Regions from separate parts of the Lactuca sativa genome. Here region 2 is linked to region 1. Evidence: chromatin contacts called from public Hi-C data. All regions are on one chromosome and are shown on one strand. Each heading gives the region's core, a stretch centred on a gene start, on an enhancer-like site or on the middle of the called end of the contact. The rest is flanking DNA. Distances are from core to core; before and after follow the strand shown. Region 1 holds the start of LOC111905907. Region 2 holds the start of LOC128127552.

Evidence for each region. Hi-C and Micro-C count contacts between places; a contact is called where the count stands out from the background.
Region 2: a contact with region 1 is called in a Hi-C map of seed, with 3 times the contacts expected there. The contact joins the promoter of LOC128127552 here to the promoter of LOC111905907 in region 1. A contact is called at or near these places in 2 of 4 Hi-C or Micro-C datasets (leaf and seed).

What each region holds. Positions count from the first base shown.
Region 1 is chr8:301,035,349-301,039,542 of Lsat_Salinas_v11, reverse strand. LOC111905907 reads right to left here and starts at 2,250. Exons shown (of 4, transcript XM_023901640.3): 1 at 1,103-2,250; 2 at 328-516. The coding sequence starts at 1,897.
Region 2 is chr8:301,294,812-301,298,494 of Lsat_Salinas_v11, reverse strand. LOC128127552 reads right to left here and starts at 2,134. Exons shown (of 1, transcript XM_052766110.1): 1 at 1,421-2,134. The coding sequence starts at 2,055. The coding sequence ends at 1,522.

The DNA.
Region 1 (4,194 bases), core at 1,001-3,500:
AAATTGAAAATTACGTAATATTTATACGATTTTACAGGGTACACAACTTCAAAAAAATTGAATCATCAAGGTGACGTTGTTTATAAAGAAGGAAAATTCAAGAAATCCCACAAGGGGTCACATAAAATAGAATGTAACTCAAGAAATAATTTTTTTTATTTTGAAGTGATGATTCTACTTCACAACTTAAGAAAATGTTTAATCTTGAAGTTGACATTAGAAATCCACTTTAGGTTACAGAAAAATTAAAACTTTTAAAGTATTGTTATTATTTCACAACTTAAAAAAATGTTTAATCTTGAAATTAAAAAATAAAAAATTTTATACCTTTCCCAGAAGTCCAAGCTTTCCTGGTATATTAAACGATAAACTAGAGTCTGAATCACCATATGGAGAGTCTTGTTGTTGTGAAGCCATTTTTGAATTGGAATAGTTTTTTGTCTCTGAATCAACATTCGAGCTAGAAAATTTTCTTGTGTTCTTTAAACTCGGAGGTGGAGTTGTACTTTTCTTTTCCTGTATTAATAAAATAATAAAAATGCAATAAGAAACTCAATTTTAATTGTTTTTAGTTCCCATTTTATATTCGAACTTCATATAAAATGAAGTGATTAACATGTCTGTTTTTATAAAATGTCTTGATAAAGGCATATAAAATGACCATTTTGCCCTTCATTTTAAATAAATTGAATATAAAAAATAAATTGTATAAAGGCATGCTCATTCAGAACAGAATATTTGTGCAAAGTGCAAATTTGGTCTCTTTGGTTATATTCTATCATCATCGGATTCATAAAAGAGTTTTTGAAGTGATTTAAATGAGTTCCTAAAAGAATCTTTTCCTAGAAATTGTCTTTCTTCCTAGTTAAATATATGCAAAATGATCATTTTGCCTTCATTTCGAATATGTAAAATACTAAAGATAAACTACATATAGACAAAAAAAAATATATCCATAAATTTCAAATTTGGTCTCTATGATATTACAAGGGTAAAAACATTTTTTTAGAAAAAAGATTTTGTCTATGAACTGAAACCTTGATAAATTTTTTTTTTTGTCTATTAAATTAAATTAATATATCAAAGAGAGAGATGTACCTACAGCTGTATTATTAAAAGGACTTCTTATAATTTTTGCATCTCTATCACAAACTGTACTTTTGCTTCTCGTATACTTCATCATAGAAGCATTAACCACACAGCTTTTTCTCATTGCAGGACTTTCCATCATCTTCGACAACAATGGCCCACCTACAGAAGCTCTAACATTTCCATTAAAGCTCCCATCTTTCTCACCTCCTTTCCCTCTAATCGATGGCGACATAGGAAAATTAACCCTAATTGCAGACCTCGGTTTTACAGGTGTACATTGATCAAAATCAAGAGGACATGGTTTCAAAACCATCGGTGATGCACAAACCCCATCTTCACCTTTTTGTCCTGTTCCCCAAGAACCTCTTCTTGGAACACAAGATTTAGTATTCGAATTGAAATTAACCCCCTTTTGCTCACTCTTTTCCCCTTTTTCTCTTAAACCCATAAGTGGTTCAGGCGTTCCAATAAAAGGGTGGCGTCCTGGAAGCGGTTTAGCACCTTTGGCTATGGGGACAGGTGAACCGGGTTCTAAACTTTCGACATAGATGAACTGGCCAAGCTGCATTTTGTTGCTGAGAACAAGATCGTCTTGATCGAAAGGTAAACTTACATAAATCGAGTGGGAAGAATCTGATACTTTAATGTAGAAACCATGTTTTGGCCATAGGTCTTTCTCATCAAGATCGGCTGGAACGATATCGGTTACCTGTAGAAGTGAACTGCGATATTCACTTGTGGGTTTTACCCCGGAATTCATCCCGTTCAGAAGCTTCAACAAGATCCCTGGTGCTAATGCTGCCATAATCAACAAAATTGATCGCAAGAATTTGGGAATTCGGGAAAAACGAAAACAAAATCACAGATTTTGTACTGGTGATCATACACGCTTGAAATTGGATTCGTCTTCCGTTTTCAATTTTGGGAAAATGGAAACTGAAAACAAAATCGAGAATGAATGAATCGATTAGGGTTTTGAGTGAGAAGAATCTGGTGGGAAGGATGATTTAGGGGTGTTTTGGGGTTTAAGAGCGAAGATGAAACGAACGTCGTGTGGGGTTACGATGATAACGGTAACTAAGAGGTGAGAAAGGGGCTGAATTTTTAAAAGATAGCGTTTTCGTTTTGGAACGTTGGAGATAGGATGCTAACGGTCATATTTTTGGCTTGCGGCAGCAGTCAATTGATCACGTATTATTTAATGACTTATGGGAAATTTATTATGAAAAATGTTATTTAAAGCCCTTAACTTTAGAAATATTTAGATTTTTTAATTTTTATGTTTTATTTTGTAGATTTTTTCTCAAACAAAATTATTTTGTAGATTTTTAGGTTCTTTAAATTGAATGTCAGCAAATTTTTTTTTTTTTTAATTTTATTGATTTTACAGATTTAACCGGTAAAACCAAAAATTTATGTTAAATTTAAGGGTTTTAATAAACAAAAAATATCAAACTTAAAGCGTTAATGAAGCAGAAAAAAATGATAAAAGCATTTTTTCCAAAGAAGCTGTAGGGAATTAGAAATACATAAAAATGTAAAATAAAAAAAAAAACAAAAGCAAAAATTGCAATGTCTTCTCTGTGACATTTTAGATTTCTCAACAAAAAAATATTAGTATATATATTAAAAGAAATTTGCGTAACAACAATAGTAATGTTAAAAGAATATTATTATATATATTAAAACAAATTTGCTCAACAATAGTAATGTTATGAACTTCAAACTTTTGCCACCATATTTTTATCATTTTCGTTTGCAGCCCCTTAAATGTTTTTAGTTTAAAAGTTTTGACACATAGGTTTTGAATTTTAGCAAATTTAGTCCATTTAATATAGTAATGTACAGAAAACATCTTTGTAAAGCATTTTATTTATTTATTTTTTTTGTACAAAAGTGAACGTCACGCAACTTATTTTTAATTTTACTGTTTTTATAGATTTAATGGGTAAGATCAAACATTTCTCTTAAATTTAGGTTTTTAATAAAACAAAAAATTAAATTTAAAACGTTTATGAACCAGAAAAAATGTTTATGAACCAGAAAAAATGATAAAACGGAACATTTTTTTCCAAATGAGCTTTTGGGAATTAGAAATACATAAACAAAAGTTGCAAAGATAATATTTAAGTAATCTGAAATCCACAAAAAGGTAAATCACTAATTTATGTCAAACTTAAGGGTTTTTGTGTCGTCTTTGTATCAATATCTCATTTATTATATATTTCTTATGTCGCTATTTCTCGCTTTTTCTTTTCAACTCATGGACACGTCATTTCCCTCACCTCTCACTCATAGGAAATGGTCACCTTACAATCCCTCAAAATATAAAGCAGCTTAATCGGTTTTTTAGTTTTTCAGTTAAGTCGGATTGGTTTTATCATGTTTATATATCTTAAATCCAACCATACTCGAACCAAATAAGGTTCGGTTTAATCGGTTACAATGTATTTGGTTCGGTTTATCGGTTAAACCGAATAAAATTTTGCATGTAAAAATAAATATTAAACTAAAATAAAAAAACATACTAAACTTTTACAATAAATGTGTTTTCTTGAAGAGTAATGCTCACCATAAAAGTTGTAGATATAGGTTAATATAATTTTAGTCGTATATAAAGATGAATAATTAATCGAATATTAATTAGTATTTAGCTAATTATTCCATCCGTCCCAAATTGATAGTACACTTTTGACTTTTGAAGTTTTTTTTCTTCAATTTTGACCTTAAATATTTTTATTTGTATTATATATTACTTGATAAAACTTATAACAATGAAAAAACATTTAAAATACAATTCATTCATATATTTTGCATCAAGTATTATCTATAAAACATAAAAATATTTAAGATCAAAGTTTAAGAAAAAAGACTTCAAAAGTCAAAAATGGACTATCAATTTGAGACGGAGGTAGTATTTGTTACTTTTTTACGTAACCAAAACCAAATTGGATAAGTTATCTTTATTCGGTTAACCAAATTAAATTATCCGAAAACAAAATACATCAAACAACATTTTGTTCGGTTTGGATATTCGGTTTCAGTTTTTTATCACACCACTAGCAATGGGATGTTGTATTGTATAATAAGAAGAAGAATGAA
Region 2 (3,683 bases), core at 885-3,384, 260 kb before region 1:
GTTCGTGGTCCGTATACCGGATGACCTAACATATAATGTTTCTTTTTTAAAATAAATACAATGTCTCAACTTAAGTAGATGATTACTTTAGCTATTTTTAAATTTTAACAAATAACAAATGGTTGTTTATTTAAAAACCATTACAAATTAAAACAATATATTTTCATATTAATTCTTTAAATTTTTTAAAAGAATAACATAATTAGTAACTTATATTTAACTTAATTTTCAAATAAGTTCAAATAATAAAATTAAATTCAAACAATTAATAGTTACATATATAATAGAAAAACAAAAATAACAAGCACATGATATTCATATTATATTATATTTATACATATAATAGTTAATAACCTAACGAATAAACATTAAAATATATTCAATTACTTATAATTTTCGATATAAATATTTTTTTCAGTAAAGAAAAATACTGGCAACTTAAGATACTATATATAAAATCATTATTTAATATTTTAATATTAATAGATCACTAATTCGTACGCAACAAGTTTTCTATACATAAAAATTTATGTTTTATAAAATTATACATTATAACATTTTAAAACACAAATTGTTACATATGGAAAAAAAAATTTGTTGTCTAGTAATCATCTCACATATGTAATAACACTTATTTCATAACTTACCTTATTAAGACCTTTTTTTTAGTATCAAGTAAAAAAATCAACAATTTATTGTGAAACCATTAATTTTTTTTATGCATTAACTCCTGATTGCGAGACTTGCCGGTTTACAAGTACACGATTTTTCCGTTCCCGAGTTCAACTTAACGATAGAAAGGAAATGAAATGGGTGGAAATGAGAAGAAAATGAAACAAATTGGTGTTCCCGAGTTTCATTAAAGGAAAGAAGTGGAGAGAAATGGAATGATCATTTTCCCTCCTATCTTTCCTTCCGATTTGGGAGGATTTGGAAGGAAAGAAGAAAATGATTAATTTTTTTCCACTTCTCTCCAATTCAGAAACACAAAAGAAAATTTTGTTTTCTTTTCCTTTCTCTTCTTTTCCTTTCTCTTCTTTTCTCTCGTGACATTCATATTAATCCATATGTGAATGGGTGAATGCTTGTTTGAATTTTTGTACGAATAAAACACGTAGCAACACCATCACACATATTCATTTGATCTCAAAAGTCAGAAAATATTGACATAATATGTTTCTTATAACGTTTATGAATTAAAAAATGTTGAAAACATTACATGACCTATGTCCCGATTATTTCTTACACATGTTTAGCCTAAAATCACCTGTGCGTGGCATCTCTAAAAAAGTCAAACTGTTCATAATAGATCCATAAAATCAACAGCTGTTATACTCGAATTCGAATGTGTCGACGAATCATCAAAATATAATATTTAAAAATAATTATAATCAGAATTGAAGAATGGTTGAAAGCTTGATTTGATCAAATAAGTATAATTGAAATCAGTTATCTACAATCCAGTCACAGATGCACAACAACAACAACAACACAGATCCTTGTACAAATTTCTAAGTCAATTTAACACAAATTACTCCGATTACTATCAAAATCATCGATATAATCATAACCATAGGTTAAATCACCTCCACATTCATTTAAAATCTCAATAGCAAGTTCTAATTGATCTTTCAGATATCTATCTAACAAACTAAAATCCGATTTTACCTGGATTCCGCCTTCTACATCGTTCTCACGCCGCCGTAGCGGCGGCAGCGACGGCGGCAGTGGATTTTGAGGAGGAGCCGGTTTCGACCGACGACGGCGGCGGCAGAGACGGACGAACACCTCAGCGGCGCAAAGGAAGGGAAACATAGCGCAAATGAAAGGGATAAGTAAAGGAGAACAGAGAAGGAGAATCAGGTAACGTAACCTGTGACCACTGAGCCACGATTGTAGAATTAAAGCCATCGCCGCCGTCGGATTGTGTACCTCGTCGCCGGCGGCGGCTGTATCATAATCGTTATCCTTGATGATCACCAAGGGTTTCCGACGATCGTTTTCGGACTTTACTTGGGGTTTACTTGACCCGAAAAACAAGAAACAATTGCGCATGATCCGATTAGACGACCGATTTGGGGGTTGCTTCAAGCATAGTGAAATTGATTACAGAGGGAAGTTATTGAGAGTGTGTGAGACACCCTTTTATTTCAAGGGCTCGAAAGGGTAAATTGGGATACAGACACAACGTACAACAGCCAATGCGTAATTTACAATTCTTAATGCAAGTTTTATGGACTTGTAGGAATTAGGTTAGTTCGTTTCATAATTCCATAATATTAAAATGGAACAAATGGACAAAAAAATAAATTATTTTTTATGAAATAGAATTGTTATGAAAAGTATGATAACAACATATTTATTTCCATTTAAGTTCTTTATTCTGATAACACATGGCATTAACTAATTTCATGATTTATGTATATTTGAAAGGTAGAAGAGAAAGTGAGAAAAAAATATATTCTGATTTGTTTCATTTAAATAATGTTCAAAAGGTATATTTTTTTCAGTCACGATATCATCATTTTAATTTAGTACAACAATGGCAAACTATTTATAAAATATATTAGTTAAAAGATAATAAATTAAAACGTTCGTCCTGAAATATTTGTAAAAATAAAGTTTTATTTATTCTTTTTAAATTAATACACTTTATTATAGTTTAATATTGATATAATATGCTGACTTTTAACTAAAAGGTTAAATAACACACGACCCACTCAAATCCCTCTTAGCTAAAATATTTTACAAATGCTTTCGTCTCGTTGTATTCAACTAAAATTATTTAATTTTAAATTCAATGATGATTTTCAGTAACCTAAAATATTCGTTTCTAGTGAAATAACTTGAAAAATGTGAACTTGGTCCATATGTTTTGCCATTTTTTTTTACAACTGTACTTTTGTTTTGAACAACTGAAAGTCTCATATATTAACATTAACAGAATTAGCAAATCGCTAGAAAATAAACAATTACAAAAGGTTAAAAAGCCAAACAATTAAAAAAACATCGGGTTTGGAAGCTCGGAAATTTAACCAAGAAAAAGACTCTAAAACAATACTATCAAACAAAGTACTTCTCATAATTTAAGTCTCATCAACCATTCCAGAATTTCGGAATGTTCAAATTATCCAACACGTACATACCGACTATTACTAGCAAAGACACAATTTCTTTTGAGATATTACTTGGTCATGTACTTAAGAAAGTCATTCTTTTTTTAGAACGACAAATTTATTAAGGAAAACTAGCAATGCGTTACAAATAAAAGTCAATTTACATGGAAGTAATAGACAAAATTGGATCCTATAATCAGGAATTGACATTTGTTCTACGACACCTATTACTAGTCCAAATGAAACTATCAGACATCACCTTATCAAACAACAAACATTTTCTAGGTTTAACTTTAACAAAAAGTAAAGTGTTTCTAAAACACCAAATCGACCATCAAAGAGTAAAGAAAACCGCCTCCAAAAGATATTGACAAATAGAAGATAAATGCAAAGTGTCAAACCAGTCAAACCAATCTTGGAATGAAAACAAAGTAGGCGTCTGAACATTCCACCAATTGCAAATAAGTTTTACTAAATCTTTAGCCAAATCACACTCGAAGAACAAGTGGGTAGTAGTCTCAACTTCTCTCTCGCATATGGGGCATACAATAGAATTTATCTCAATTC